Regions from separate parts of the Mus musculus genome. Here all the other regions are linked to region 3. Evidence: chromatin contacts called from public Hi-C and promoter capture Hi-C data. All regions are on one chromosome and are shown on one strand. The core of a region is the stretch at or near the end of the contact, and the rest is flanking DNA. Distances in the headings are between cores, read along the strand shown. Region 1 holds the start of Vps39 (VPS39 HOPS complex subunit). Region 2 holds the start of Tmem87a (transmembrane protein 87A). Region 3 holds the start of Ell3 (elongation factor RNA polymerase II-like 3). Region 4 holds the start of Exd1 (exonuclease 3'-5' domain containing 1).

Region 1 (5,570 bases), core at 29-2,528, 1.1 Mb after region 3:
GAGACTAGAGACAGGTGGGTCCCTGGAGCTTACTGGCTTGCCAGTGAGCTAGGCTGGCTAGTTGTAAAAGGGGTGGATATGTCTCAGAAACGAGCAAACAAAAACACAGGCCATTTCTCATAATGTGGAAAACAGCTGAGGAAGACATCTATCTGACCTCTGACCTGAAACATTGGTCAGTAACAGTGGCTCGCCAGAAGTGCTTACCAGATTGCATCTTCATTAATGTATCTGACCTTTGGGCGGGCTTCTCTAACATCTCTTGCAGGTAGATTCTGAGGTTGCTTCCCAACATCCTCCAGTGCACACATAACAGTCCCGTATGCAATCCCTAGGGGATTATGCCCGGGCTAAGGAACATTAGCCTATAATGGCTTTCCTGTTCAAGTGTATGAACTTACTTGAGTTCATACTACTCTCCAAAGTTTGAGTAAAGTTGGAATGAGGTCTGAGCCTGAATTTTTCAAAACTTGCTTGACTAGGCACTAGGAGAGAATCACTGGTCTACAGCTTTAACAATGTAAACCTAAGGTACAACTAAGAATTAGCTGAAATGTAATGATGGTACTGAAGCAATCTATTGACTGGCTAGAGTGTGTCAGACTTGACAGATGTTCACGATTCTAAGCAATCTTATTTTGAAGAAGGTTTTGCAGAGTATGAAAGTAAGGCCTGCAACAATCTATTTCCAAAGAAAAAGAAAAGCCAAATTTCCTAAGTGGTATATCTCCAACCCAAGACTGACGCCAAGGCAGAAGTTCCTTTTTCCTCCGTGGTTGGGAGGGCTGGTTTTTGAGACAGGGCCTCATGTATCCTAGGCTGGCTTCAAACTTGATACGTACTGAAGATAACTCTGAACCTCCTGCGTCCTGGGATGTCAGGCTGCCATCTCTCCTGACACGCAGCCCAGTGAGCTAAATTCCTCTTTATCGCGAGGTCTTCACTAAGTTGACTGCCTAAAATCAGTTTCTCGGGCTGGCGAGATGGTTCAGTGGTTAAGAGCACTGACTGCACTTCCAAAGGTCCTGAGTTCAATTCCCAGCAACCACATGGTGGCTCACAACCATCTGTAATGGGGTCTGATGCCCTCTTCTGGTGTGTCTAAAGACAGCTATAGTGTACTCATATAAATAAAACAAATAAATAAATCTTTAAAAAAAAAAAAAAAAAGATCAGTTTCTCTTCTACCACCACAAACACCAAGGGACTCTGAGCAGCTGGTATGGATGTGAACTCGGGTTGGGGGCGGAGCTTCTGCTGCGGAAGGGGCGGGCTTAAGGCAACAGGAAGTCCGGCGGCGAGGATGGAGTTGTTGCTGAAGGCCCTGTAGCAGGGGTCCCTGGTGGAATACGAGTCTTCCCTGTTTTCGGACGGCAGGCTCCTCCCAGCAGCAGGGGCGGGACAGTGGCGGTGAAGCTCCCGCAGCCATGCATGACGCTTTCGAGCCGGTGCCGATCCTGGAAAAGCTTCCCCTGCAGATCGACTGCCTGGCTGCCTGGGGTGAGCCGCGGGGCCTCGGGTCAGGGAGGCAGCGGCCCCTCACGCCGAGCTATAGAGAGGCAAGGCGTCTGACCCTGTGGGTGGGCTGCGGACGCAGGCTGTCAGAGAGGGCGGACGTGACTGGACCCCGGGCGGCTTGCGTGATTGCTAAGGACAGTCCATTTGTGGACGCTCCGCGCTCTCTCTTGTGCGCTATGCAGTTGGAGGCTGAGCTCACATTATTAATGTGCTCTGTTGGGGCCCATTTCGGTTCCCAAGAAGTCTTGAGTGAAAAGGGCAAAGCCTGCCAGGTGCTTCACCTTGTTAAATGATTGCGGTGTGTTCTAGGTGACAGACAATGTTAGCACCGTATGCTTCAGAGCATTTAGTGTTCACTTAGTTTATTTTTCCTTTTAGTAGTTAGCTCATATAACTACCTTATGTCGTGAGGTGCCCAAGTTACCTGACTGAAGTGGAAGAGCATCATAACAGATTGCTGTGAAACCTGACCCATGCGACCTTGTATACTTTTTCTTGGGATTGACCAATGCAGAAAGCAAGGTCAGCATCCTTCATGTTTTCTGGAGTTCAAGAACGTAAATCTTGGCTCTCAGGCTACATCGAGTGCTTTTCTATGCATCGTTATTACCCATAACAGGCTACGTAAAAATAATTCAGTCTTTTCTGTTAATGTCCATGCCCTAAATATCAAGAAACATCAAGGGCCCATACAAAGGTAAAGTTCAGAATCTGTACGTAGAGTTTACCCTAAGGAAGGCACCACGATGGACCACAAGGAAATGTTGATGGTGACCAGTGTGCCGAGCATCTGTTGCTAGCGCTTCCCAGGCATCCTTGCAGGTTCTTTGTGGCCTCCTTAGAGGGATTCACATCTTTTTTTTTTTTTTTTCCCTGTGCTCTTCTTTGAGCAGCCCCTAGCCTCTGTAAAATAGTACCTCCAATGTAAACTGATGTAGTCCTTTGAATTAGGGAGAGAATAGAACCCAATTTCCTACAGCCATCTCAAGAAAACCTCATTTCCTGGAGGAAAGTGCTCTCAATAGAGAATAATACATGGAGGGGTTCATTTCTCTTTTGTTTCATTAAATATGTTCTGGATACCCACCTGTACCGTTCTCTCTACTATGGACAGGAATACAAGGATGAATGAGAAATAGTATCTGTGTACCCAGAACACTTTGGGGGTCAAAAGCATGAGGACAGGTTATGACACCAGATAGATGATACCAGAAGTGTGTGCTACCTATTTCAACACGTAGGGCAGGTATTCAGTTCAGTCTAAGGCAGAACATCCAAGCAAGATGAGTGCAACTGCCTGCCACACACTTGCCTTAGCGTGTCACAGTCATTGACTGCTCCTCTGAGAGAGACTCATTGACTCCACATTGTCAGAGTAAAGAGGCCACTTAGCTCAGCTCCTCAAGACCAGCTTGGGAATGATAAGTGGCTTTTGTCCTGCTTTGACCCCACACCAAACAGGAGAAATGCCCGGTCCCCTCGGCTACTAAGGTCGCTGCTGGAGTACAGGAAGGTTGTTCACTTTCAGGCTTTAGATAATAACTATTGCTGCTTTAGCACTAGCAATTATTGCTACTTCTAGTCATTGTACCTTTTGTGTATGTTGGTCTGGAAAGTTCATCTAGCAATCAGAACATGAAGACCCAGACAAAATTTAAGCTGAAAGACTGGCATAATCTGTCTCTCTTGTGGGCAACAGAAATGAGGACATTGAAGGTTTCCTTGAGCTCCAGTTATAGAATCCAGCTGCCTTTTTGGCATTGGGATGTCTAATAGCATGACCCTAACAAGACAATTTTTGGGGTTTTGATGTCTTTTAAAAAATGTTAAAAAGCGCAGAAATATTATGAGAATATATTTCTGATTTAATCCCAGGTTTGTAGTATGGGGCCGCTTCAGACTGTCCACTGCAGCTGACTATGATTTGCCTTATGCATGGGGTGTGATTTTGCCTTTGGTTCTGCAATTGTGTGACCTTTGGAATTCTGGGGACTTTCAGAGGGTACATGAATGCTAGGGCCCCAAGAGGATTGTTGTTTGGTGGTTGACTCTTTTCTGTCTTGGTTTGTTAAGTAGTAGTTGCAAACAAAGAAAGAAAAAATTAGTTATCTTGAAGGCAAAGATCAAACTTGCCCTAATCAGCAGGATGTAGTCTGTCAAGAATGTCACCTCCTTTCCTTTTAATCCTTTATCTCTCCTATCTAGTGTTAGTGGGTTGAAAGAGTGGAAGAAAGGGTGGAAGAGAGAAGAACCCACCAAGTAGTAAAAGACAAGCTACACCCCCTGGCCCCCTAAACTTCATATTAAACAATGGAGCCAAGGATGTTGTTTATCTGTCAGTATCTCTTGCTTGGCAGCCTAGGCTGGTTTAAACTCAGTGAAGTCCTCCTGCCTTAGTGGTCCCAGTGTTGGGCTTATAGGCACAAACTACCATGTCTGGCAAAATAGTGTTTTCAGATTGTTTCATTTTCTGACATCTTTCCCACTCCTCCTCTTTGGCCCCTGTGCTCCCCACCCCACACACACTCTGGGGATTTAACCCAGAGTTTATGTCTCACACTAGGAGATGCTCTCCTACTGAGCCACAGTTCCATCCTCCTCAGACATCCATGATAAAGAAATAGGGTTTAAACAAAAGCTAACTACCTTTCTTTGGGCTCTTTTTAGAGGAATGGCTTCTTGTTGGAACCAAGCAAGGGCATCTTCTTCTCTACAGGATTCGGAAGGATGTTGGTGAGTGTCAGACCGATGGCTTGGGATGTGATCGAAAGCTCTAACTAGTCAGCTTTACCAGTTAGCCAGTGTACGGGTGTAAAAACAGATTCCTGGCCATAAAGGGGTGCCTAGGCTCAGGGGCTGTGGGGAAATAGGGAGAAACATGAGAATCTCCTGGGATTTGTTTAATAAGTGGTTTCTTAGCTTCCTCTGGTAGGTAGAGCAAAATACCGGCCTCCTTCTTATAGAGGTGATTCACTACCTAATAAGAAATGTTTCTGATGGAATAGAATCCTGTATAAGTGCTATATAGTGGTAGGCAAAAAGAACAGTAGCCATTGATGGGGATTGCACTTGCTTATGAGGATAGGCTAGGAGGAGCGGATCTGGGCTTATGCCCAGTTTTACTTCTTGGTTATGTGACTGGTGAGACCTTTCTGATACTAGCATTGTCATTTGTAAACTTTGACAAAGTTGTTGGAAGCGCATAAATAGTAGTCTTGAAAAGCCTTTGAAAATGAAAGTTCTTATGGTGACTTTGTCAGTAATAATGTAAAATAATAGCTAAAGTATTTGAAATACATTCTGTTAAAGACTACCCCCCTCTTCTGGTTTTACATCTGTACTTTTCCTTATGGAAGCTAGATATTTAGGAGGCTGGAGAGCGCCTGACTGCAGCATGTGTCATGCAGCCTTGTCAGTGTGTGTGTGTGTGTGTGTGTGTGTGTGTGTGTGTGTGTGTGTGTGTGTGGTGTCTTCATGTGTGAATATGATTATGTATCCATACATACGTACCTGATCCCCTAGGGCTGGAGTTATAGGTGGTTGTCAGCTGGCAGACATGAATGCTGAGAGGTAAACTCCAGCCCTCTGCAAGAGCAGCAAGTACTCCTAGCCATGAGCCGTCTCTCCAGCCCCAGCAAGTACATCGGTTTTAGGTTTACTCTCTATTTCCTTAGTGACTTAGGTTAAAAGTAAAAAAAGTCTTTCCAGCCAGGTGTGGTGACTTCATGCCTCTAATTGCAGCATGTAGAAAGCTGAGGCAGGAGGATTGTTGCAAGTTCAAGACTAGCCTGGACTACATAATTAGTTTCAGGTATGCAGGCCCATGGCTATCTCAGGAAAATGTATGTGTGTTGTTGAGGTGTGAGATGCACTGGCTGGTTTTTTTTCATGGCATATTAAGTTTTGCCCGAAAGACTAGATTTTCAAACCCCTTGGGATAGTGAGTAAATATTTCCTGTATTTTGCTTTGCTTTTTTTGTTTGGTTTTGGTTTTGTTTTGTTTGTTTGTTTTTGAGGCAGGGTCTTGCTATGTAACCCTTGCTGTCCTTAGC
Region 2 (5,609 bases), core at 2,726-5,225, 1.0 Mb after region 3:
GAGAGAGAGAGAGAGAGATAACAACAGAAACTGGGGAAAATTAAAAAAATCATCAGATCCTACCTCAAAAGTCTGTATTCAACAAAACTGGAAAATCTGGATGAAATGGACAAGTTTCTAGACAGATACCACATAACAAAGTTAAATCAGGATCAGATTAACCATCCAAATAGTCCCATAACCCTTAAAGAAATAAAAGCAGTCATTAAAAGTCTCCCAATGAAAAAAAAAGCCCAGGACCAGCTGGGTTTAATGTAGAATTCTATCAGACCTTCAAAGAAGACCTAATACCAATACTCTTCAAACTATTCCACAAAATAGAACGGAACACTACCCAATTTGTTCTGTGAAGCCACAGTTAGACTGATACCAAAACCACACAAAGACCCAACAAAGAAAGAGAACTTCACCAATTTCCCTTATGAATATCAATGCAAAAATACTCAACAAAATTCTCACAAACTAAATCCAAGGACACATCAAAATGATCATTCACCATGATCAAGTAGGCTTCATCCCAGGGGTGCAGGGATGGTTCAATATACAGAAATCCATTAATGTAATCCACTATATAAACAAACTGAAAGAAAAGAAACTGTACTACAGAGCAATAATGATAAAAACTGCATGGTATTGTACAGTGACAGGCAGGTAGATCAATGGAATAGAACTGAAGACCCAGAAATGAACTCACACAAATGGTCACTTGATCTTTGACAAAGGAGTGAAAACCATCCAGTGGAAAAAAGACAGCATTTCCAACAAATGGTGCTGGTTCAACTGGCATCAACGTATAGAAGAATGCAAATAGATCCATTCTTATCTCCCTGTACAAGGCTCAAGTCCAAGTGGATCAAGGACCTCCACATTGTTTTTTAGTCTCAAATAGCCTCATAGAATGTTAAAGTAAGTATAAAAGACCCCTACAGAGGGAGATCTATCAATAGTCAACACATTTCAAGATTATTTACTCTTCAATCCAATAGCTGAATTCTTAGAAATCCTGCTTCTGTTGTTGTTTTGCTCTTGTTTTTCTTCAGTGCTAAGGATCAGGCCCAGAGCCTTGCACATAAGGAAGTGCTCTATGGCTGAACCACATTTCCAGCTCCACTCCTAGAAAACCATATTACAAATCACTCGTGTGTATAGGAAATGACATGCACAGCTCTTCATATGGTGGAACTCTCATAGCAAAAGATTAAGAAGAAACAACAGCCCAAGACTGTAACAAGTGGAACTGGAACCCAATAAATTATAATGCGTCTATCCAGTGGGATACTGTGAGCAGAGAGGAAAATCTCCAAGTCCTGAAGCAGAAGCTTTCCAGACTAAGATACAAAGCAGACAGTGAGGGGGCACAGAACAATGTATATGCGAATTTATTTGTAGGTATAAACAAAGAGGTGATATAAGAATATATAGTTACAAAGAACACTGGAAGAATACATAAGACATGAATAAATATGCTTATTTAAAGGGAGAAGAGAACTAGGATGAAAAAGCAGAGGTAGGAGTAATAATTTTAATCTATTTCTTTCTATGTGAGTTTCAAATCAACTAAGTTAATTATCTTTGAGAGGACACACATTTAAAATTATTTAAAAGTACTTAGGATTTTAAAATAAAACACAATTTAAATAATTGAATAGTAAATATTAGATTTCCTAGAGAGTATGACCTTATCCCCTCAGTTCTCAAAAGCCTAGTGGGAATAATTTGGGAATTCTGTAGAGAATTCCTTCTGGGTGAAGTATTTACTTACCTGTAGAATGCAATCTTGCCACAGTCTTTGAAAATAGTTTTATCCACTGCTTCATCTTCAACACTAAATCAGAAGACATTTTAAAGAAATATATTTTACATAAGAATTGTGAGCTCAATTTTTGTACCTTCCCTAATGATGGTACAAATGTTTGGAACTTATTCTGTACCCAAAACTGTGTCACTGCTGTAACATAAGACTTCATGGGGTGACAGAATGTGAGCTGCAGAACAATATCCTTTTGTAAAACTACCAACATGAATTACAAAATAGTTTCATAGGCGTGGTCTGAAGGCTATGGGAAAGGAGGAAGGCACTTTTAAGATAATAGCCACAACACCAAAACCTGAACTCTCAACCAAGCCAAACAAGCAACTTACTCTCCTATTTAAAGAGCAAAATATTTTCAGGACATATACTTCCAGAGAGTTTAGACCTGAAGACACAGTGTACCTAAATGTTCTATTAAAGTCTAACATACAACTGCAAGATAAGGCTCCGAATCCTTTTAAAAAAAGATATGTGCAGGTGCCAGAGTCAGAATAGAAACAAATACAGAAGAAGGAAAAACTGCTAAGAGGATTCCAACAATCTATAGGTTAATATTCTTTAACATCAAGTTTCCAGAACTGTATCTGGAATAAAATGTAAGAAGATATACATTACTACTATTTATATGTATTTTGACTAGCCTTTCTCTGGTTAAAACAACTATAAGCTATAAGGGGGTTGGAGGGTGAGGAGCACTCGCTTTGGTGAAGAGGTGTGGCTTTCTGCACCTGCAGTTAGTGAGTTCATGATTTTGAAAGAAGCTAAACTATAAAAACAGGTCGGGAGAGATAAAACACACCTAGTCATGCCAAGAAACTTTTATAGTGAAAAAAGAAAAAAAAAGAATAAGAAAAAAAAGAAAGAAATACCCTCATTAAACTCTGGTTTGGCACCGTTTATTTTAATCCAGTGTGCAAACATGAGGAGACCTTGCTGTCTTCCGTTTCCAGTTGAATGAGCCTTGGGGAGGGGCAGCCCGCTCAAAAATCCATTTAAGAGTTTGGAAGGCAACCTTTCCACTGTTAAACTTATCTAATCCTCCTGAAAGTACTTTATGAGAGGTTAGCTATTAACATTACCCAAATCCCCGCAGAACCAATAAAGAACGATGAAGCAAATAGCAAGCATTCAAGGAAGTGCTTTAAAACCTAAGTGAAGCCATCAAAGCTAGAAGGTTGTTTTTGGAGTCCGTTCTTGGGGGGAGCAATTGCCCTTTACCTGATTTCCTCTTTCTCAGCTGCTTCCATGGCACAAGGATGTTAACTCTGCCTGACTCCTAACTCTCAGGCCACAGTCTCAGGCGATCTTTAAAAAAACGGTGACAAGCAGGCTTGCTAAATTATAACCCGTACTTCATCACAGTCAAGAGTCCCCTTCGGGCAGAAGCCAATCTTAATTTTTTTTCATCTGGTATTATCTCAAGCGTAAACCAGCGTCTTTACAGGGATAAAGTACTTGGTAAATATTTCTAGGTTGAGAGTGGCTGATGAACTTTGCTTTTATTGGCGGAGATGTGCTCGCTGCCCTAGAGGTTAAAATCTAAGAGTGTGAGAAACAGGAAGCACCACCAATAAGGGTCAGTCTTAGTGGCTGTCACTCTACAATACCGAAAGCTGACCTGATCTCTCCTCACTTTTAGTTTCGAATGGGGAGTACAGTCTGGATCACTGCTGGACGCTGATGTCGCCTGTCAAACTATGCTGCAGCTGCCCCACAGTCTTTCAGGGTCAAAAGGGACTTTGGAGCTAATGAATCGTTTCTACTTCAGCCCCGTCACATTCCAGGCTCTGTTGCCACAGCTCGACAGCCAGAGAACTCAGTACTTGATGTCAATCATGCATCCAGTGTGCGCGCTTCTACAGACGTCTGGCCTGCGCCTGACCTTGACTTGGAAAGGATGAGGGGCGGGAAGAAGCAGGAAAAGCAAAGCCTTGGCCGCTGCACTGAGTTCCTTTAAGGGCTGGAAGAACAGAGGGAAGCACTAGACCTCAAAACTCTGCTAGTTCACCTCCAGGCCACGATCGCAGGGAAACAGGAGGACGCCTGCGCAGTAGACTCAAAGTTTCTGGGGCGCTCTGAGCGTCTGTGGGAAGAAGCACAGTTTCAAGGACCCGGATAATCCCGCCCACAAAGTAGCGCCGGAAGAGGGTGGGACGAGCCGGAAGAAGGCGGAACTACCTAGCCGGAAGAAGGCTCAATACTTTGGGTAGGCGCTTCATGGCTGTGAAGATGGCGGTGGCTGCGTGGCTTCAGGTGTCTCCTGTTATTTTTCTTCTTTTAGGGGCGCAGCCGTTCCCATTATCGTTTCTTGGTGCAGGTCCGGCACCCGTGTTTGCTGCAGATAGATCGAAGTGGCACATTCCGATGCCGTCGGTGAGTGTTGGGGTCGCTACTGAGCCTGAAGGGGGTAAGAGGTGGGGCTACGGTGGCCCAAGGGGTCCAGGAAGATTTCTGGAAAGTCGGGTTCCCAAAGTGAGTGGAATACCCAGAGCGTCCGTGTAGCTGCCGACGGGATCCCACCTGCCCTGAGCTGAGAGCTGAGCTATTTGCTGTAGGCGAGGAGTGTCAGGGGCCAAGCGTGTTCTTACCGGGAAAGTAACAGAACTTTAAGCATGGAACAGGAGAGAAACTTAATACACAGGGAGAGATAGTAGTTTCTCTTTCAGCTAGAATGTTACAAAATCCAGTACTAGGGCTGGATGAAAGGGAGATGTGAATAGAAGTCTTTATTTTTAACTCGTGTGTGTGTGTTTGTAAAAATAGTCCTACGGATGAAGGGTTTTGATTTGGTTTAAACTTGGAAACGTCTTTTGTGATTAGGGGACTTGGAGATTCAAAAATGCATTTTAACATGGGAATAGCCAAAACGAAACAATTCTAAAATGTTGTGTAGTAAGGATAGTCTTTTGTTTGGATAGTTAACTGATAAGTCGACCCATTTTAGAATCTCGTTTGACTTAGTACAGTACTTTGAACCAGAAAAACCAGATTTTGGTGAGAACTGCTTTAAAAACCATTAGCCATTTCGTTGACCTTTTTGCCTTTTTTTTTTTTTTGTCCTGTTCACTGTACATTTATATGGCAAATATTACAGGTTGTATTCATGTTGGTAAAGGGTTTTGGGCTTTGAGTTGTAGTTTTCTGTTTGTTACTGAAATGATTAATAGTTAAGTCCTTTTACATGTAAAAGTAAAACTGCTGAAAGTTTATTCAAAAGTCGGTTGTTCTGAGGGATGATTCGTGAGTAAAAAAGGAACTGTCCAGCTCAAGCCACTTTGAAGTTAGGTTGAAATTTGTAGCAGCCTCCCACTCAAGAGTCCCTGCTCTGTGGCCTGTAGGGAGCGGCAAGAGCCAATAGTTAGGATATGACTGACTTTCACTAAAGAAAATGTTGTTACTGTCTTTTTGATTAAGAAAATTTTGAATATTTTATAAATGTAGGTATTCATATTCTGCCTTGAAAATCGAAATGCCCTGATGTTAATTATCTTCCCTTTATCTTTTCAGGGGAAAGGTTATTTTAATTTTGGAAAGATTCTTTTCAGAAATACTACCATCTTACTGAAATGTGAGTTTCTAAACTTCATTGAGTTATTCGGATCTTTTAAACTTAGAAAATTATTCTCTACCCTAGTTTGCTTCTGTGTGCGCGCGCGCATTTGTGTGCATGTAGGAACATGTATGCATGTGTGTGAAGGTCAGAGGTCAGTTACTTGTGTCTTCCTCAGTTGCTGTCAGCCCTGTTTTTTGAGACAAGGACTCTCTCCTTGAACTTGGAGCTTGAGGTTTGGCTAGA
Region 3 (5,538 bases), core at 604-3,103:
AGGCCCTAGTCTCTCCTTTAAGTTTAAATTCAGGAAAGTCCTACAAAAGGTCCCAGCTAACATCTATGAAAAGAAAGCCCAGGCCATCATCTTTATGAATTACACCCGCTAAACCAGGTGTGGCAACCCAAGCCTTTAATTCCAGCTTTTGAGAGGCAGAGACAGGCAGATCCTTGAGTTTGAGGCCAGCCTGTTCTACAGAGTGAGCTCCCTGACTCTAAAATGAAGAAGAAAGAGAAGAAAAGAAGAAAAGGAAAGGAAGAAGAAAGAAAAATAGAGGGCTACCACTATTTATAAAGTTAATAAACTGTCCTCCACAGAAATGGAATGGCTCAATAGGTAGGTAAATGTATCTGTGGTTGCTGTTGGCAACTTGTTGCCAAGATTTTAAAGTCAGTAAGCCTGGCCGTGGTGGCGCATGCCTTTAATCCCAGCACTCGGGAGGCAGAGGCAGGCGGATTTCTGAGTTCAAGGCCAGCCTGGTCTACAAAGTGAGTTCCAGGACAGCCAGGGCTATACAGAGAAACCCTGTCTCGAAAAACAACAACAACAAACAAACAAACAAAAATCAGCATTACTGCGAATATTTCCCTGCATATAGGAGTGTATTGTTCTTATACACATATTGTACATGTTCTGAGTGCATTGTTCAATGGGTTTAGACAAATTATTTGTTTTGAGATGAACAGCATTAAAATCACTTGGAATTACACACACACACACACACACACACACACACACACACACACACTAATATAAAATATATATCCCAGTTATTCGATCCCAGTTAGGAAAAAAGGAGATAAGAGAGTCTGAGAGACATAACCAAACACAAATAAATAAAGACAGGAAACACTGGCCTGAGATTTGTCGGGGGTGGGGTGGGGTGGGGTGGGGGTGGGGGTCTCAAAACCATAGGATCTGTAGCCCTGCTGGGAAACTTGCAGGCACCTTTTAGTCAAGAGTAGAGGCTAACACATGTAATCCTAGCATTTGGGAAATATAGGCAGGAGAATTGCTAGTGAGTTCAGCAAGAGTGATCTACATAGTGAATGAAACCCTGTCTAAAAGAAAAAACAAAAGACTCAAAGAGGAGGGGAGAGTGCCTTTAAAGGAGCCAGCTGTGGTTTCGCCACTTTCTCTTATGTTTATTAGGCTACATAGTAACACCTGGGAGTGAGTTACGGCTTTCTGCTCTCTGATTTATTATTTTATTTATTTATTTATTGCCACAACTACGCCCGCCCCACACCCCCATCCACCGATAGGCTTGGCTCCAGTCCCAGATAGCCAGACTTCCAAATCTGCGAGGCACCCACCCACCTGGCCTTACAGCCTCATCAAGTCCCTTTTAGAAACCAAATTGGGATCCGCCTCAGCAGACGCAGCAACTCGGGCGGAAAAAGAAAAAGGATTGCACTGGTCCCTCTTGGGGTCTGCCATCCTCTGGTCCCTTAGGTACTTCGGGGCCTCGGAGGCATAAATGACTCAATCCGACTATCAACCAGTCTCGATTCCCTCCCCTGTGAGACTGAAACCCTCAAGTGGTTTCAGGTTCAGCTTTTACTTAAAGACAACGATTTTGAATCCAGAATGGGGAAACTGGGAAAACTGAGGCAGAACAAGACATCCTGGGTGACAGGTCAGACCCTCGAAGCAGATCCTTTCTCATTAGACCTGGAATGCTCCTCATAGTGTCCAATACTGCCCAAGCCAAATCAAGAAGAAACCGCTTGGGTTCTGGCCAGCAGCTGAGGTGAGTGAGGTACCGCCCACAAGGCCAGGGAAACTTTGGGGCGGTGCCGGGGGTGGGGTCATGGTGGAGGGCGGGACAGACCCGGAGGGCGGGAGTGCCAGCCTAGGCTTGCACAGCAGAGGTGGCCCTCACCTGTGGTCCCGGTTCTGCATGTGCGCGACTTTGGCACCATGGAGGGGACCCAGGAAGCTCTGAGTGGGAAAATGCGGCTCCTCTTCACCCCCGCTGCTCGGACCAGCCTCCTGATGCTAAGGCTCAACGAGGCGGCGCTGCGGGCATTGCAAGAGTGTCAGCAGCAACAGGTGAGACTGGCCCCCGGCCCCTTCTTCCCTTCCCGGCCAACCAGACCTTGGCCTCCCAAGGCTATGCTGGAGAAGGGACTTGGGGTTGTGCGGGTTTTCAGATTCCAGTCCCCCCGCCTCCAAGTGAAGCCGGCCAGGCAGGTGTCCCCAGCCTCCTCGATCCTGGGGACTTTGCTTCCTTTGTGTTCAGCTGGTGTTTGGGCTCTTCCTGCAGGTACGGCCAGTGATCGCTTTCCAAGGCCACCGAGGGGTAAGTGCTGGCCGGATGTGCGAGGGAGGTTGGGGGTGAGAGAGCGTAAGCGTGGGCTCCAGGAAGGTGAGCTCTGGGCCGGAGCTTGCCAGAGGTCACAGTCTGAGCAAGTTATGAGAACTAAACCCTATGAAGATGTGGGGCTGTGGTCCCAGGAGACTGTGCAGTCTCAGCCTCTTGGGGGAACTCTGAACCAGCTGCACCTGGTGTGCTAACGAGCCCCTTGGGGATTTGTCTTCAGTCTTAGAATTGTTTGGGGAGGAGTGGCATGGACAGGAGGAAGAGGGGCCGGCTTAACTGGGTTTACCATTCCCTACCCCAGTACCTAAGGTTTCCAGGCCCGGGATGGTCCTGCCTTTTCTCCTTCATAGTATCCCAGTGTGGCCAAGAGGGCACTAATGGTGGCTTGGACCTTGTGTACCAACGCTTAGGCAGGTAAGGACAAGGTAAGAGAAGTTTGCAGGAAATGGGAAGAAGTGTTCAGAAGATCTCCAACTCATTTTTCTATTGTCTTTCCCACTCTTCTTTCAAGATCTGGGCCGAACTGTCTCCACTGCCTGGGCTCCCTTAGAGAGCGACTCACTATTTGGGCAGCCATGGATACTATCCCAGCTCCACTGTTAGCTCAGGAACACCTGACTGAAGGTACCAGAGAGTCTGAGAGCTGGCAGGACACTGGAGACGAACCTGAAGGCCATCCCCAGCTGGCACCAGATGAGGTGAGACTAGAAACAGCAGGTAGTCATCATAAGGTGGGACACCCAGGTCCAGGGAGCCAAGTTTTCCTATAACTTCCCCTGACAGGTGTCTGACCCACTGGCAAGCCACCATGAACAGTCACTCCCAGGATCCTCCAGTGAGCCCATGGCACAATGGGAAATGAGGTACTGAGACAGGCTGGGTCTCCTCTCTACCCTTACATTTCTTTAATAAGCTCTCACCTTGGCCTCTCCCATTCCTTCCAAAAATCCTAGGAACCACACTTATCTTCCAAGCAGAGAGCCTGATCAGTCCCTGCTTTCCCCTGCTAGCCAGAAACGCCTGGACAAGGTAAGCAAGGACTTTAGTCTCTTTTTGGAGTCGGTTCTCACTGTGTAATCCTGGCATGCCTGGGAGCTCCTTATGTAGCACTGACTGGCCTCAAACTCCTTTCACCTGTCCCTGCTTTCTGAGTGCTGAGATGTCCAGAGAGGCAAGAGCTGTTCAAAGAGTAGTTTAAAAGGCAGGGTGAATCTTGGGTTGACACAGTACTGATACAGCATAAAATCTGGCCCATGCTTATAATCTGAAGGTCTCCAGAGATAGGAGGATAGGGCTATGCTCTGCTGCACAGCATGAGTATGAGGCCAGCCTGCCTGGACTACCTACCTAAGGACTGGTCTCAAACAAAACAAAACAAACAAAAAGGCTGGAGAGATGACTTATCAAGTGAGTGCAAGCATAAGGTTTGAACTTAGTCTGAATCCCAGCACCTATGTACCTAGGACCCAGCCAGCCTAGGAAAACCAGCTTTCAGTTTAGTGAGAGACCTTAAAAGAGTAAGGCAGAGAACAATGGAGGATACCCCGTGTCTTCCACATGTGTGCATACCAGCACATACAAAAGAATACTCTTTAAAAATTAGGCTAAGTCTTAAACCTAGGAGCTGATGGGATAGCAGTTTTTGACCAAAGAACCTTCTAGCTTGTTGTTTGTTATACATATTTTTTCCCCCAACAGAAACGTTCAGCACCTATAACCACTGAAGAACCAGAGGAAAAGAGGCTCAGAGCTCTGCCTCTAGCCTCAAGTCCACTACAAGGGCTAGCAAATCAGGACTCACAAGAGGGAGAAGACTGGGGCCAAGATGAAGATGAAGAGGGAGATGAAGATGGAGATTCCAGGCTTGAGCAGAGCCTCTCAGCTCCATCAGGTGAACTGATGAGAGGAGGGTAAATACTCATGGAAAAAGGACCAAGAATTACTTGTTTTCTTGCTTCCTTCCTAGCCTCTGAATCCCCAAGCCCTGAGGAGGTACCAGATTATCTCCTGTGAGTTTCCCCACACTTTCAATTTCATAGTCTGTACTTGTAAGCAGCCAAGTGCTTTTAGGGACAATGAAATTGAAGGTGTCACACCCCTGGCAGGCAATACAGAGCCATCCACAGCACAGAGCAGCAACAGGCCTATGAGCAGGACTTTGAGACCGACTATGCTGAGTACCGCATTCTGCATGCTCGAGTTGGGGCTGCAAGCCAGAGGTTCACAGAGCTGGGGGCAGAGATCAAGAGACTTCAGCGAGGAACTCCAGAACACAAGGTAAAGGCAGGATTGGCCATCATCATCCTGCTAATTACCCCTAAACATGTAATGTGACTAAGCAAAGGAACAAGCAAACCTGTTGTAACATTTGGTAGAATGAAAACAGAAGTCACTCCCATTCCTTACTCTGTCCTCTTTGCCCTTCCCTTCAGTTTTGTGTTACTGTGTTTCAGGTGCTGGAAGACAAGATAGTCCAGGAGTATAAAAAGTTCAGAAAGGTAAGACAGGCTGTGAGCACAGTAGTATTAAGGTAGAAGCCGCTTTACTTTTTGACAAGGGTGCTTTTTCTCTGCAGCGGTATCCAAGTTACAGGGAGGAGAAGCATCGCTGTGAGTACCTGCATCAGAAACTGTCCCACATTAAAGGTCTCATCCTGGAATTTGAGGAGAAGAACAGGGGCAGCTGAGACTGTCCAGAGGGCTCGGATCTTCCCCGGTGATGAACACAACAGCTGCTTTTCTGATTTTGTCCCTTACATCCACAGTGACCAAGTAGAGAGCCATCCTAGGTTCTTGCAGTTTGATTTTTGATGTTGCCATAATTTTTTTTAGGGTGTGGGCATGGTATCATCTCCTCAGCTGTGCCAGGAGACTAGGAAAGTAGGAGGTGCTTGGCTTCTTCAACTTTACTTTAGCTAAGTCATTTCTAGATCCTGAAAAGTGACATTTCCAGGTTAACCTTGAGAATATTAGACAAATAAGCAACTTGAGGGGAGTTGCCTTGCAGGGATAAAATGAGAACTTCTGATGACAGAACTCATTGAACTTATAGTGTACCTTTATGTAACATGGCTGAAAAATTAAAACTGATTGCTTCTGTCTTTTGTGCGATCATTAGCCTTTATCATCCAAGGCTGTGCTGTCTACCTGAACTACCTTTGAGACTCTCTGGAAGACTAGATCCCCCTGTTCCAGACAAGTGTTATGAAC
Region 4 (5,143 bases), core at 1,132-3,631, 1.9 Mb after region 3:
CAATTCCTATACCCTACAAAGCCAGCTCATAGACTCTCTTCCCTAAATTCTGAAGGTGGATGCTGTACGTTTTTAGCTTCCTTATGCCCTGATGCTAATCACAACTTGTCTCTGGCTTATCTCCCTGGCCAGGTTGTGGGTGTCTTGTTACCATCTGCTCTCAATGTCTAGCATAGTATTAAACAGGCACTGGGAAAACTCACTTTTTGTTTCATTAGGTTTTCCCAATCAATATATACAGTGGTTTTGCTGGGAATTTAGGGTATCTTTGTCATATTTGAGTTACTGTTGGGTAACCAGGATAATAGTTCTTACATGATCACTTAGGTTTGTCCATGAGTCACAAGGAAAAACAACTCAGTCCTACACCCAGGACTAATGAAATTGGAATGACATCACTGTCCCATTCATTCTGAAAAGAAAACAGCTTTTCCTCAATTAAGCATGGTGGCTCATACTTATATTCCCAGCACTTGGGGGGGCTGAAGCAAGAGGACTGTCATGAGTTTGAAACCAGCCTGGGCTATGTAGTGAATTTTTCTGTTTGTCTTGTTTTGTGTTGTATTTTGTTTTTCATGACAGAGTTTCCCTCTGTAGCCCTAGCTATCTTGGAGCCTGTTATGTAGATCAGGCTGATCTCAAATTCTGCTCCCTTTGGAGTGTTGGGATTAAAGGTATGGACACCACCAGGCCCAGTTTATGTAGTGAATTCTAAGCAAGTCTGGGCTACAAGGTAAGATCTTGTATCAAAAAACAAAAGAAAACAAAACAATAGCTTGCTCCATACTCACTATACTTCCCCATGACGTGACTCTGGGCTTTAAACATAATCAGAGAGAAGTCATTACATTTACAAGTAGGGTCAGAGGTAAAAGCTTGCTAAATCCAACTGTGTGCATTTTTACTCATGGAATCCTTAAGCGTGACTGGCCAAACTCTATAAAAAGCTAAGTATTCTCTGTCATTCACTCAAAATTGGCCACATATTAGTAAGGGATTAAAAGCAAAGCAACCTGACAGGGGGTGGGGCTAGACCACATCTCTTTCAACCTGAATACTCTAGAAAGTTTAACTTGTCAGACAGCCAGAACAACTTGTCATTTACCCAAGGACTCATTCCTGGAGAATTCCGTAGTTCCCTGTACTCCTTGGCACGATCTGCCACTGGGTTATTTGCTCACATTATCATCAAAGACAGGTACCATGAAGACATGGCTTACGAAAATCAAAGAGAGCCGCAAAGGATCACTGAGAAAGCATTGTAGCCATACAATTGTATCATACACTACCAAGGGCCTTTCAAAGGTATGGAGGTGTTTTCTGTGCTTCTCAATTCCCAAAGCCCTGTTGCTCCTTTGTTCAGGTTAACAAGGAAGAAACTAGAGTATGTATGTTTCTGGTACAAATTCACAGATTTTGGAGTACATCCAATTTCAATATCAATTGCATAAAGTACAGCAACACAGCAGATATCAATATATATAAAAATAGGACAAATGTCTTCACTGTGTCTTTAAACCTTGACCACTATACCCGTGGCTTTTCTCCAACGATTCAGATTTAAAAGCCTCACTCGGGTTTTTGGACTCTTGATTGCTTAGAGGTCTTCAGTTCCTGGTCACAAGCCTTTCTCTATGATCTTCTTTGTTGAGTTTTTCCCTGTGTGTGATTTTAGTAGTTTTAGCTCTTGCTCAGAAACCTCATTAGGATGTATAACGTTTTCTCCAGGAACCATTCACATTTCCTGGATTTGCTTCTACTTTATCTACTGTTCAGGATGCTTCTGTAGGAGGAACCATAAGGAAGAAAATTCGCGGACCTTCACGGGCAAGAGTGGAGTGGTGGTGTCTGTGCTCGAGATTCCGGGCTTTTGAGCAAGACAGCACCGGAGGAACCACATCCCGGCTCCAAGAAGCTACAGATGAACGTACAGGTATTCTAGCCTTCGGTTACCCAAAGCACCGGAGGCTGCATGGGACCATCCCAACAAAGTCACCGCACCCCAGATCAAGCCCTCAGCGACGACCGCTGTCAGTACTGAGGCCAGCCGAAGGCGCCGGGCCGCCTTCCCACCCCCAACCCGAACTCACAGCCAGTCTCCTTCTTGATCTCCTCGAGCTCTTCGTCCCGCAATAACGTGGAGGCCCGAGACCCCATCACCGTGACGGGAGCTCCTCCGGGAGCGGCAGCGCCAGAAGCAGCAGCGGCAGAAGGGAAGGAGGGAGGGAAGGGCCAGGGGTCAAGAAGGGAGAGGGCACTGTTTCTCTTGCGGCCCGGGGAGAGAAACAAGGGGTGGAGCGCGGGGGAGGGCGGCCCGACACCAGCCAATCGGGAGCGAGGCCGCGCCCTGCGCAGGCGCTAACGTCAAAGCTTGGCTCTCGAGCCCGGAATGAATCAGCCCGGAGGCTGCGGGAGTCCGAAGGGAAGCAGGCCCCGCCCCGCGGAACCAGGGCAGCCGCCGGACTTAAAGCGGCGATACCGCTGTGGCGCTAGGGACTGCACTTAAAAGGGCAGTGCGGTCTCGCCACTGTGTTCGAACAAACCAGAGGCAAACTCACTAGGGTAGCCAGCAGGTTTTTCACAGGACTCAGGTACCAGGAGTCCCACCCTACAGGTGACGGAGACTCAGGAGAGAAACCAAACCCACGAAACGAGGGACAAAACCCTAAGGTGGATCCCCAGAGTAGTGCAGTGCACTCTTTCTTGCTCGCTCTCCATCTCTCTGTATCTCTCTATCTCTTTTTCTCCCTCCTTTCTCCTCTCCTCTCCTCTCACTCTCACTCCCCTGGTCCTAAGAATAGGGAGTCCACAGCCACTGTGGCCCAGCACGCCTAGAGACTGCATCTTTCCTGCGCTCCTCCCCCCGGCCGCAGGGGGCGCTGAGAGCCGCCTGGGGTTTGCATGGCTCCTGGCAGCATCTTTTCTGCTCTCTCTACCCCGGCCGCAGGGGGCGCTGGGAATGGGCTCGAGGCTGCGCGCTGATTGGCTCCTCCGGAAAGAGGCAAGTAATTCACCCGGAGGGCGAGGGCGTGGTCGGCTCTGCGGCTTCAGTGGCTGGCGTTGAGAACTTTTTTGCGTCAAAGCTGTGCCGGGATAACTCCCAGAATTTTTTTTTTTTTTAACAGTAGTCCCTCGTTAGTTTAAGGAACTCACCATTTGACTAGAATTAAGGTCGGAATTTCTCAAACTCCTTTGCTGTGGGGACAGAGGACCCTGAAGGTGAGAAAGATTGTGACCGAGCACGGTTTATTTATTTGGATTTTTTCTTGTCTTAAAAATTAGGATTTTTAAGCCTGGCCAAGACTAGTCAGGGCTTTTCTGGAAAAGAGAATCATTTCTCCACTTCTAGAAAGGGTTTTACAGGCTCAGGCTGTCCTGAGCATAAACTCCTAATTCTCCCATGAGTGGCAAATCTTTAAACAGGATTTCCCAATATTGCCTAGGCTGGGCTCAACTTGCATCTTTCCTGCTTTCACCTAACAACTGCTGGCTTACGGTTTAAAAATCCGAATTTTTTTTCTTTTTGGTTTTTCGAGACAGGGTTTCTCTGTGTAGCCCTGGCTGATCTGGAACTCAGTATGTACATCAGGCTGGTCTTTAAGTTAACAGAGATCCACCTGCCTCTGCCTTCCAAGAGCTGGGATCAAAGCCAGGTGCATTTTATTCTTCTGGTATTTTGTTTGTGCTGATGAAAAAGCTGAAAGCTGCATGTTAGTGTACACCCTCTCAAGTGAAGCCTTAGTTTTCCTGTAGCTTCACGAGTCTGATCCCTTCACTCCTTGGTTTAGAACCAGCTTACTACCTAGATATCGTAGCACCTTTCTCAACTCACCTTAGACTACTAGCTTCAAAGTTACTCGGGCTGAGTCCTGCAAGGCCTCCCTGCCCACTAAATTTCTAGTCTGACTCAGTTGTTTTCCTAATTATCCCTGGTTAACTTACCCATTGAGATCATAACTGTGGTATGGAAATCTTGAGGTCAGATGTATACATAATCCCATTCTCAGTTGGCCTGGAAGCTCATCTCTTCATCCTGACCTTTTTTTCCTTCCTAATTTTTATTTATTTATTTTAAAGATTTATTTATTTATTATATGTAAGTACACTGCAGCTGTCTTCAGACACTCAGAAGAGGGCGTCAAATCTCATTCTAGATGGTTGTGAACCACCATGTAGTTGCTGGAATTTGAACACAGGGCCTTCGGAAGAACAGTCAGTGCTCTTAACCGCTGAGCCATCTCTCCAGTACCCCCTTCCTAATTTTTAATCTGTCTTTAGGGCTATATTCAATTAAACCCTCTGTTAGACCTGGTACCTGATAATCTATAATTGCAGCACTGAGGACGCAAAGGCAGAAGTTACCTTTTGAATTTCAAGGCCAACATGATCTAGATAGGGCATTCCAGACCAGCCAGGGCTACTTGCGGAAACCCTGTCTAAATATAAACAGTAGCAAAAAATTCTTTGCTATGCATGTTCTTTTTTCCTGATTTGTTGTAACCTTTAAGAATAGTATTTGTGTGTTCAAGTGAGAGGTAGGGGTGTGTGTGTGTGTGTGAGATATTCTCACCAGTGGAGGTTAGAAGAGGGCATCCGATCCCCTGCAGCTGGAGTTAGAGGGCTTGAGCCACCAAGTGTGGGTGCTAGAAAATACCAAACTTAGGTCCCCTGGAAGAGCAGAAAGCAACCCTAACTGCTGGGTTAACCATTTAGCCTATCTTTAACTTACTTCCCAAGCATTTCACTTTGAATTCATTTTCAATTTTGGAAATTCTAGCCTGACAGATGTGAGTCTACCTAAGTCACAGAACTGTCGAAATGGCTCCGTGTAAGAGGGATTTGCTGCTCAAGCATGAAACCTGAAGTCAGATCCCAGCACCCACTTAGAAAGCTGGGCATGGCTGCACACAGACCTGTAACCCTAGTACTGTGCAGAGTAGTTGGCCCAGTCTTGACTCCAACCTTGTCTCAAAGGCATGGAAGGGAGTGAAAGAACTCTGTTGTTTGCTTAGCTGTATACTGGCTTCTGGATGCTGCAAGAATCCTACCTTAAAGTATATAGATATAGCAGGGGGCGTGTTTCACTGAGGGAAATGCTTGCCTCGCGTTCCCAAGACCCCAGGAATCCTTCACTGGAAAAGAA

Evidence for each region. Promoter capture Hi-C pulls out the DNA fragments that hold promoters and counts their contacts. Hi-C and Micro-C count contacts between places; a contact is called where the count stands out from the background. Capture Hi-C pulls out chosen DNA fragments and counts their contacts.
Region 1: a contact with region 3 is called in a Hi-C map of B cells, with 5 read pairs. The contact joins the promoter of Vps39 here to the promoter of Ell3 in region 3. A contact is called at or near these places in 1 of 39 promoter capture datasets (liver), 1 of 484 Hi-C or Micro-C datasets (B cells), 1 of 115 datasets of contacts at active chromatin or transcription factors (astrocytes) and 1 of 9 other capture datasets (adipose tissue).
Region 2: a contact with region 3 is called in a promoter capture Hi-C map of liver, with 2.4 times the contacts expected there. The contact joins the promoter of Tmem87a here to the promoter of Ell3 in region 3. A contact is called at or near these places in 2 of 39 promoter capture datasets (the C10 cell line and liver), 1 of 484 Hi-C or Micro-C datasets (B cells), 2 of 115 datasets of contacts at active chromatin or transcription factors (astrocytes and embryonic stem cells) and 2 of 9 other capture datasets (adipose tissue and liver).
Region 4: a contact with region 3 is called in a promoter capture Hi-C map of liver, with 4 times the contacts expected there. The contact joins the promoter of Exd1 here to the promoter of Ell3 in region 3. A contact is called at or near these places in 3 of 39 promoter capture datasets (liver and pre-B cells), 1 of 115 datasets of contacts at active chromatin or transcription factors (astrocytes) and 1 of 9 other capture datasets (adipose tissue).

The regions. Positions count from the first base shown.
Region 1 is chr2:120,348,845-120,354,414 of GRCm38.p6, reverse strand. It overlaps Vps39 (VPS39 HOPS complex subunit), which reads left to right and starts at 1,278. Exons shown (of 25, transcript NM_178851.4): 1 at 1,278-1,500; 2 at 4,186-4,251. The coding sequence starts at 1,428.
Region 2 is chr2:120,402,482-120,408,090 of GRCm38.p6, reverse strand. It overlaps Tmem87a (transmembrane protein 87A), which reads left to right and starts at 3,975. Exons shown (of 20, transcript NM_001110496.1): 1 at 3,975-4,186; 2 at 5,321-5,381. The coding sequence starts at 4,031. Ganc (glucosidase, alpha; neutral C) reads right to left here and starts at 4,195. Exons shown (of 24, transcript NM_172672.2): 1 at 3,032-4,195; 2 at 1,763-1,825. The coding sequence starts at 3,060.
Region 3 is chr2:121,438,916-121,444,453 of GRCm38.p6, reverse strand. Ell3 (elongation factor RNA polymerase II-like 3) reads left to right here and starts at 1,853. Exons shown (of 11, transcript NM_145973.2): 1 at 1,853-2,058; 2 at 2,273-2,308; 3 at 2,631-2,743; 4 at 2,841-3,027; 5 at 3,113-3,192; 6 at 3,283-3,358; 7 at 4,028-4,220; 8 at 4,296-4,338; 9 at 4,435-4,606; 10 at 4,783-4,827; 11 at 4,905-5,427. The coding sequence starts at 1,927. The coding sequence ends at 5,015.
Region 4 is chr2:119,544,865-119,550,007 of GRCm38.p6, reverse strand. Exd1 (exonuclease 3'-5' domain containing 1) reads left to right here and starts at 2,381. Exons shown (of 13, transcript NM_172857.2): 1 at 2,381-3,001; 2 at 3,126-3,219. Chp1 (calcineurin-like EF hand protein 1) reads right to left here and starts at 2,301. Exons shown (of 7, transcript NM_019769.3): 1 at 2,091-2,301. The coding sequence starts at 2,157.